Linked DNA regions of Mus musculus: all the other regions are linked to region 3. A link is a contact called in public Hi-C and HiChIP or PLAC-seq data. All regions are on one chromosome and are shown on one strand. The core of a region is the stretch at or near the end of the contact, and the rest is flanking DNA. Distances in the headings are between cores, read along the strand shown. Region 1 has its middle 21 kb from the start of Gm36213. Region 2 has its middle 19 kb from the start of Gm40425. Region 3 holds the start of Egln3 (egl-9 family hypoxia-inducible factor 3).

Region 1 (2,700 bases), core at 154-2,653, 300 kb after region 3:
ACCCACACTCCTGCCAGAGCCCCTCACTCTCTGCCCTGTAAGAAAGCCTAATATGCTCATAGGTTCCCCATGGTGAACTCTGAAGGAATCAAGCTTTGGTTTGTCATTGTGACTTCCTAGAGAGGGAGAAATATTACTCAGTGTGTCTCCAACCACATCTCTACACACTGTCTCCTGTGCCTCCTGGGAGAAAAATCTCAAAGCACACCACATCATTGGGAAGCTTTTAGTGATTCCTTGCATGGAGTTGGCTATGACCGTGAAAGTTAAAACATATCTGTCTCCCCTACCGTATGTCCTATGAGCAAACACCTAATCTTGCCACAACTCTATGACCAATTCAACTCCTGGTAGATGATAGATTTGTGTGTTGTTAAGGGCTGGGTTTGTTCTCTTCTATTTGTCAAACATTATTTAGGTGATGGAGAGAAGGACAGCCTTAGAAGACTGTCATGTGCTGGAATTACTTTGCACAATTTTTATGAGAAAATTTCTCACTAGAGATTAATGGCTGGTTCATGAAGTCAATCGAAGAAAAACATAAAGGTAAAGAATTCGGTATGAGTCTCACTGTGACTTTTCACCCTTGCCCAGGGGGCAATAACTCAAATGCCTCCTTTTGCCATCAGGATCCACAGAGCAGGGCTGAGGTCAACTTGATAATGAACCGTTATTGTTACTGCAAGAATGCTCCAAGGAACTGGATACACACCTTCATCCCTAAATGAACTCAATGGCATCTTTGGAAGCTACTTCTCTCTCAATGTTAAGTCATGGCCTGAGATATATATTAATCTTGTAGGTCTTTTGTGCATATATTATGGCTTCTGGTTTTATCTTTTTATGGGAATCACCAGAATGTCTCTGTGTCTATATGTATTTCTTGTGCTTTTTCTTTGGTTTTTGTTGTTATTTTTGTGGTTGGTTTGTTGGTTGGTTTGTCCAATTCTGACTTGTTTGATTTTGTTTGGTATTTTTATTTTATTTCATTCCTTAGATGCCCATTTGTTTCCTAACAAGAGACAGAAAGGGTGTGAGTCTGAATAGAAAGGAAAGACGGGGGAGGGAAATAGAGGGAGGAGAATCCAAAATCAGAATATATTGTATAAAAAAATCTGTTTTTCATAAAATAAAAAAAAGCTAAGAATTCTCCAAGATGAATAGTATCTACTAGGTTTGATCCAACACACTATTATAAACAACAAACACATCTGTAATTTGCTGGACCAGATGCTCAGACAGTGACAGTATTAGAGGGGAGTCTGTGGTGATCAACTCTAATAAACTAGATACTGTGAAAACTTGTGTGAACAAACACATCCGTCAAATGCAGTTCTCTGGATAGAATCTAAAACAGAACTGGCCAAGGAGGAAAGTAGGAGCAAATCAGGTCACAGGAACAAGAAGGCTAAATTTAAACTGTTGTTAAAGAAAGTTATCTGAGCCCTGCAGCTATTAAATATGAGTACAAGGTCTATAATTGTCACATGGTCGTTGATTTAAAAATGAAACACTGGAGATGTTCACAACAGACCCTTTCCATAAATGAGTATATAGGCATGGAAAAGAAATCGCTAACATAAATGCCTTTTAGTGAGCCTGATAAGGCTCTTCTGTCATAGGCATGGCTGCCCAGGTGTGTGTGTGTGTGTGTGTGTGTGTGTGTGTGTGTGTGTGTGTGTGTGTGTGTGTGTGTGTGTCTTGAGGGGATGGGGTATGTCTGGTCTCTAGTCCCCTGTTCACAGTAAAACAAACAAACAAACAAACAAACAAACAAAACCAAAACAAAAAAAACCTTCTTTTTACAATTCAAATGCAGGACAGAACTTATATTAAGTTTCCACCAAAACAATGATTATCTGATATAGTTGGGACCACTCTGGGCAGGATACCTTCAAATTGTTTTCTTGCATCATTGTCCTACACAGGTGGCTAAAGTTTTATGTGACACTCAGTAGCCACTGCAGCACACTAAAGGCAAGATAATGCAACTTTGTAGCTCTCAAGACAACAGACCCCCATGTCTTCCTGCATTAATAAGGCTTCTAATCACTGTGACACCTTCAAGGAGGAGGAGTTTGGGATCTCAGTATCAGAGGTTTCATCCCATCCTGGCAATGAGTGTGTGAGAGAACAGAGCAGACCTCAAACAGCAGTCAGGAAGCAGAAAGAGAGGGGTGGGAGTGGAGGGAGGGAAAGAGAGAAGATGGGGAGGGGGGGAAAGAGAGAGACTGGGAGAAGGGGAAGAGAGGGGAGGGAGAGGGGGAAAGTGATAGGGGGAGAAGGGGAGAAGAGAGGAGGGAGAAAAGAAAAGGGAGGAAAAGAGGGAGGGGAAGGGGAAGAGCCTGTGGTGCTGTTTATATTTGGGGCGTAAAGGTTTACTGGGGCAGGGAAAGAGTAATGTTAAGTATTTCAATACAGAATAGTATTATTATCAAGGCAAGAGGGTTAAGATGTAGCTTGGTGGTAGTATACTAGTACACTGTGTACAGGCCCTGGGTCCAGTCCCTAGCACTGAGGAAAAAAATCAAACAAGTAAGACATCAGGCCATAAACCTCCAAGAGCTCCCAAATTCACTGTGAGAATTGTGAGGGTAAAGCATGGGGATGTCTAAAATAGAAATTGTGACAACAAGCCTCTATTGTCTTTGTCTTTGAGTAATAGTAGCGACTAAGTTAGTGACATAACAAGCACGCAGA
Region 2 (2,700 bases), core at 140-2,639, 360 kb after region 3:
GCATTTAGACTTTACTGGAAGCAGAGAAGACTTTGCTTTATGTAGGACAGACACCCTTGATCAGCCCAAAGCATAGCCTTTCAGACTGCTTTTTCCCCTCCCACCCTGTGACTCCTGTGGTTCTGTCTGCAGATTCTCATAGAACGTGAAATCAGGGAAAATGTAGTCAGCTCCAGGGCACAGAACCCAATGCTGGTGAGAATCTAGAACAAAATGTTTAGTGAGTGACTAGAGAGTGTTTAAAAACTAAGACAGTTAGCATTCATTATATTTATGCCACAGGAAGCACACAGAGTATGCACACAGAGTCACCACATTTCACCCTTACAAGGCTCCACCACATGCCCTGGTCTTGTCAGTGTCAGAAGAGTCTTGAACCTAGACTCCACACTCTGAGCCAGCCCGCTACGCTCCTTTCTACAGAATCTGAGAGCAGGAAGGACAAGCTATGCTAATCTTAATAAGTCTTTACATGGAAAATCCAAACTGGCAGATCTGAGGAACAGGACATCTGGCTTCAGCAAAAAAATAATAAAATAAAATATAAATAAATAAATAAATAAATAAATAATTAAAATTATGGGATGGTAGGATTCAATGGCTAACTAGAAGGGAAACCTTGAAAGAGTGTGTGGGGCACAACTATGAGAGCTGAAATTCCAATGCAGAGCTTGGAGCACACTGACTTCTCCATGACACTTCTGTGAGCCTTGTGATTTCTCCACATGGGAATCCAAGCAACAGAATGTTCCTTCACACCCGTGCCGTTTGTTACACCCAGTCCTGTCTCCTTAGTCAGCTGGGGACTGTTGAAGCCTGCTTCCCCAACATAGCTGTAGCCATTTTGTTCCAGGCCTGCCAGTCAGTCCATACTGCTGTTGTAATCTGCCTGCCAGGTATTTCATATTGTTGCTGTAATACTGACATAGAAAAATAGCTTGATTCAGAGCAGGGTCAAGCTGACCGCATACCCTATGTTCCACAACCATAACCTCACTCAGGACCAATCAAAAGAGAGGTCAGTTTGAACTGTTATGTCCTAACTATTAAAAAACAAACAAACAAACTCTTGGAAAAAGGCCAACCACCCAGCAGCCATCCCTGTACGGGTTGAGAGTTCATTATGGTTTTTCCATATAAGCTGGCCCTGGGAAATATTCATGGTCCAATCTTAGCTCCCAAGGCTAAGCTATGACCCTGATCGATCAGTCTTGGGGAGTGCATTCAATAAACCAGCCTTGTTTAACTGAAACTGGAGTCTGAGTAGTTTATGTGGCAATTCCTGAACCCCAACAGAGACCACGTGAAAACTTTTGTCCAGAGAGCAGCAGAAAGTCACTGGATGCGCCAGAGCTAGAAGCTGTTCCCTGGAACCAGCTCAAACCTGTCTTTGTTAGGAACTGGGTACAATCGGGGCCATGTGAGTTTCTTAGCCTCACCTGCCCCAAACAGTGGCTTAGCAACAAACCACAGATCAAGGCAGGGAGGGAGGGGGAAGTGGAGATAAGATAGTTTATCACACAGATAAGAGAGGGAAACTCCAGCTTGCCTCAACCAGTCTTTCAGGAGCTGAAAAGCCACAAACCCTTTGAAGCTTTGCTTCCAGACAAAAGGATTTGTCAGGAATGTTCCCTAAGTACAAGAGTGTTGGCCTAAGATTGCCTCGGTACTTTGAGTTTAAGATTTTTGTTTGGTTCTGTTGTTGTTGTTGTTGTTGTTGCTGCTGCTGCTGCTGCTGTTTGGGTTTGTTTTGGTTTGGTTTGGTTTTGGTTTTGGTTTTGGTTTGCAAGTTTAAAATCAGCTCAGAAAACTGAAAACTAGATCTTAAAAGTAACAAACCACCATGCCTCAATCCAACCTCGAGCAGCCAAGTTCAGCCCATCACAGGCTGCCAATGAGTCCAAAGCTGAGCTGCCATATGGGTTCTTCCTAACTCCACTCCTGTGTGTATGGGAGGAGGGGTACGGTAAAGACACTGCCTGAATAAAAAACAAGAAATGAAAAAGGGCATGACTGTTCCTAGGCATATTAGATGGGAAGGTTTATTATAGATAGGAGACACAACAAAACTAGAGGCAGACATATCTGTGAACATCCAGAATGAACAGGACCCTGAGCCAAGTCATGTGAGGAGAAGGGGGAGGAGAGAAGAGAGCCAAATCAAGAGACCTGGAGGGTAAAGGTCAAGTAACCAAAATGGCTGAATTATATAGGGAAGAGCAGCCCAGCCCCTGGGCTACAGAAGTTTAGGGTAGGGGACAGGCTATGACATCCATACCCTATAACAGGTAGGGACTGAAGAACGCTGGGAGAACCTGATTGTCCTTTGATGTGTTCAATAGATACCTCAGTTGGCCATTTGTCCTAGGTTTCAAGCCTGTAGTGGTTTGAATGAAAATGGATCCCATAGGCTCCTAGAGAAGAGCACTAACTAGAGGGTGTGCCTTGTTGGAGTAGGTATGGCCTAAAGGAAGTGTGTCACTGGGGTGGGCTTTGAGATTTCAGATGCTCAAACCAGGCCGTGTCACTCTCTCTTCCTGTTATCTGTGGATCCTGATGTAGAACTCTCGGCTCCTTCTCCAGCACCATGTCTGCCTGCATGCTGCCATGCTTCTCACCATGGTGAAAATGGACTGTACTGGCTAGTTTTGTGTCAACTTGACACAGGCTGGAGTTATCACAGAGAAAGGAGCTTCAGTT
Region 3 (3,029 bases), core at 480-2,979:
GGGACAAACAAGACTACAGTAGTTGATCCCAAGGCTGAACCTACACTGAGAAACTTTACAAGTATTACTAAAGAGCGGCACATGGTTCAGTGCCCACAATTCCTCTGCTGCTAGCATGCTCTACCTTGCTGGACTTCAAATGAAGTTTTCATGACTCTAAGAGTCCCTTGTCCCGCAGCTACACGGGGGCAATTCTCTCTGAATTGCTCCTGGAGAGAGAGTTTGACTATCCTTATAGGAAGAAATGGCCAGGAGCAAGACTAACCCAAAGTGATGTTACAGGCACCAGCTCCTCCACCTCCCATTGGTCTACCGGCCTGCCAATCTACCTGTAAACATTTTCAAGATAAATCATCACCACCCACTGCCCCCATTACGGGCTATGAGAACAACAAAAACAAGGTTTCTACCCAGAGGTACCTCACCACTCTCTTCATGGACCTTATCAGGTTGTTTGAGTGGATTTTGCCATGAGTTTATAGGAAAAGAAAGGCGATGGCGTGGGGCTCAGCACTTGGGCTGAGGGGTCTATGAGAATTCTGAGCCCCAGGGCTCAAAGGCTGCAGCAGAAGTGGAGGACTTAACCTTGTCATACCGAACTCTTCCCTCCCACCCTACCTAACTCTACAAGCCAACTAACACAAGGCAAAAATTAGACTTGCCTCTAGTAGAGTTAAGAGTGCCTCTGGCTACTGTGAAGGGCAGTACCGGGTGGCTTTAAAGGAGGCACTTCGGATCATGGACATGCGTGTCGCAGTGTTTCCAATATCTTTTCCCTCCACCAGCCAGTTGTCCTTGCGGTCATCACCAAAACCAGGGCAATTCTTTCAGAGTCAGCAGAAGCTCATCATCACGAGACACCTGAGCCCCTTAACGTGGACTTTTGCTTAAGGGGTTAGGCCAGGAGGTGGAGGGGACGCAAGTAGGGCAGATAGGCAAGCTGACTTCTTGGTTAAAAACCAAAGTTCGCTGCACCCCAGCGAAGGCGACACAACACTCCGAATGAAGGCTTCCCGTCCCCTGCAGCGCAGCTGCGGCTGGGCACCCGCACGCATCCTACCTTGGACCGCTCCTTGACATAGTATTTGCCCAGCCGGCTCCCGCAGTACAGGACCAGCCGGTCGATGAGGGACAGGAGGAAGTTGATGGCCTCGCAGCCCTCCTCGTTGCCCCCGATCCACGTGATCTGGTCGCCTCGCAGGTGCCGCTTGGAGACGCCGGCGCACGGCCCGGCCAGCTGGCCGTCACGCAGGGCCCCGTTGTAGTGCAGCTGCTTGACTCGCTCCAGCACGCAGTCGCCCACCACCTCGCCTAGGAAGTTGTCCAGGTAGCAGAAGCCGACCTCGTGCAGACAGGGCACGATGTACTCCAGGGCGATCTTCTCCAGATCCAGCCTCATGATGTGTCCCAGAGGCATCTCGCCCACAGAGCCGAGGCCGGGGACCCCCAGGGTGCACGCACCCAGGGCTTTCCCAGCGCGAGCGCACAGCGAAGATGCGGAGAGCCGGGCCGGGGACTCTCCCACCTGCGGTGGTCACAGTCCCCGAGCCACTTTAGCTCCAGAGGCGGGGAAAGTTGCTCGAAACTCTGAAGAGAAGGGATCCCGGCTCTGGGACCGGCGGGAGCAGTGTAGGGCTCCGCCACCCAGCGCCGGACTGGCCCAGTGAGAAGTCGGAGGGCCCTTTTTGGAGATGCAGAGCCACCGCCGCGGCGGCCGTGGCCGGGGGAGGAACGAGAGAAAGCACCGCCTTGACCCCAACGTCATGGTCCCGCCCCCGGGACTGCCCTCCTCCGGGCTCTTCCTCTTGGACTGGTGCTGCGGAGCATCTGGGTGAGCTCCACTCTAGCTAACCTGTGTGTGACCCAAGAAAGGGCTGGATTTTTTTTTTTTAATGCTCTCGATTTGCATATTGATTTGCGTTAAATCCCCTAACAAACTTGAAAACCTGGATCTCACGTCTGAGATGCACATGAACAGTTTATTGCCACTTTCTGGGCTAGTCACCTCTCTGGTGACTATATTTCTTAAACATTAAGGTTTAAGCTCTACCTAGTGTCTTTCCTTCTTTCCTCTTCTGTTTGATTCGGGTCTGGCTGTTCCAACCCCTGTGAGAGAGAGAGGTGAATTTAATTTTAACCAAAACTGACTGATTCATTAACAAACATTCCCCTTGACCTCCCCCCACCCTGTGTGCCAGGCTGGTGTGTATCCCCTGAGAAGGGAGTGGAGGACAGAGAGATAGGGAGGCGCCCCGGGAAGGGAGAGCACTGCCAAATCCTGCAAATTTTTGTATTTTGTCCTGCGGGAGATGTTCATGCACCATTTATACTCAAGCTTTTTACTAAAAGGTTCTGAAATTCTCTCTCAAAATCACTCGCACTCTCCCCAAAAGATACACTGTGTTCCAGGTCTCTCTGGCTTCTACTACATGCAACTTGCACTAGAGCCCTAGGCCCTACCCAAAAGGCTTAATTATCTACTGTAAGGTGGTCTCTATACAGATTTCTGATGCCCTTTCCTTCCAAATGAGAGAGAGAGAAACAGAGACATCTAAGACAGAGGGAAAGAGAGACAAACACAGAGAGACAGAGAGACAGAGAGTCAGTTCACATCTTTGCACATTTAGATTTTCAGTTAAGTCAAATGAAAAACTGCACCGATTTTTCAAGCATCACTAATTTTGGACATAAAGTCCTTTTTGCTTTTATTCTCTTCCCAATAGCCCCTCTGCTCACCTTCTCTGAGGGGAGAAGTGGGGGTGCAGTTCATGTGAAGGAGAGGCAGAGGAGGAGAGAGTGCTGACAGACTGGGAAGAAGGCTGTATTGTAGTCAGTGAGGGCAAACAGGGCCTTGGGGAGTGGCAGTCAACCAGAGAGGGTGTAAGCAGCTTTGAAGAAACCTAACTAGCTCCATGGAGAACAGGGACCCTGTTAATGGCCTTGCTCAGTTGGCCTCTTCCATATGTCTGTCCAGGAGAAGGTGTATTTCCTTAGGGTAAAGGCTCAACTTCAAGAAGCTGTTGTCCAAA

The links. Hi-C and Micro-C count contacts between places; a contact is called where the count stands out from the background. HiChIP or PLAC-seq counts read pairs in DNA pulled down with a chosen protein or histone mark.
Region 1: a Hi-C map of cardiomyocytes shows a contact between it and region 3, with 1.7 times the contacts expected there. The contact joins the enhancer-like site here to the promoter of Egln3 in region 3. A contact is called at or near these places in 14 of 39 promoter capture datasets (the 3T3-L1 cell line, the HPC-7 cell line, cranial neural crest and 8 more), 27 of 484 Hi-C or Micro-C datasets (the AML12 cell line, B cells, the C2C12 cell line and 19 more), 28 of 115 datasets of contacts at active chromatin or transcription factors (the HPC-7 cell line, T-cell acute lymphoblastic leukemia, acute myeloid leukemia and 20 more) and 4 of 9 other capture datasets (adipose tissue, embryonic stem cells, macrophages and 1 more).
Region 2: a contact with region 3 is called in an H3K4me3 HiChIP or PLAC-seq map of the SCID.adh cell line, with 14 read pairs. The contact joins the enhancer-like site here to the promoter of Egln3 in region 3. A contact is called at or near these places in 12 of 39 promoter capture datasets (the HPC-7 cell line, cranial neural crest, embryonic stem cells and 4 more), 8 of 484 Hi-C or Micro-C datasets (the 3T3-L1 cell line, bone marrow-derived macrophages, embryonic stem cells and 4 more), 13 of 115 datasets of contacts at active chromatin or transcription factors (DN3 thymocytes, the SCID.adh cell line, T-cell acute lymphoblastic leukemia and 8 more) and 1 of 9 other capture datasets (embryonic stem cells).

The regions. Positions count from the first base shown.
Region 1 is chr12:54,498,733-54,501,432 of GRCm38.p6, forward strand. No RefSeq gene overlaps it. Among named protein-coding and RNA genes, the nearest start is that of Gm36213, 21 kb to the left of the region's middle. Within about 2 kb of position 1,404, at least 5 of the 459 cell types and tissues checked have an H3K27ac peak or open chromatin away from gene starts, as enhancers often do. A contact at or near this core is called in cardiomyocytes and heart atrium, where this site is marked.
Region 2 is chr12:54,567,287-54,569,986 of GRCm38.p6, forward strand. No RefSeq gene overlaps it. Among named protein-coding and RNA genes, the nearest start is that of Gm40425, 19 kb to the left of the region's middle. Within about 2 kb of position 1,390, at least 59 of the 459 cell types and tissues checked have an H3K27ac peak or open chromatin away from gene starts, as enhancers often do. A contact at or near this core is called in the SCID.adh cell line, T-cell acute lymphoblastic leukemia, epidermal suprabasal cells and 4 more, where this site is marked.
Region 3 is chr12:54,202,145-54,205,173 of GRCm38.p6, forward strand. Egln3 (egl-9 family hypoxia-inducible factor 3) reads right to left here and starts at 1,730. Exons shown (of 5, transcript NM_028133.2): 1 at 1,061-1,730. The coding sequence starts at 1,417.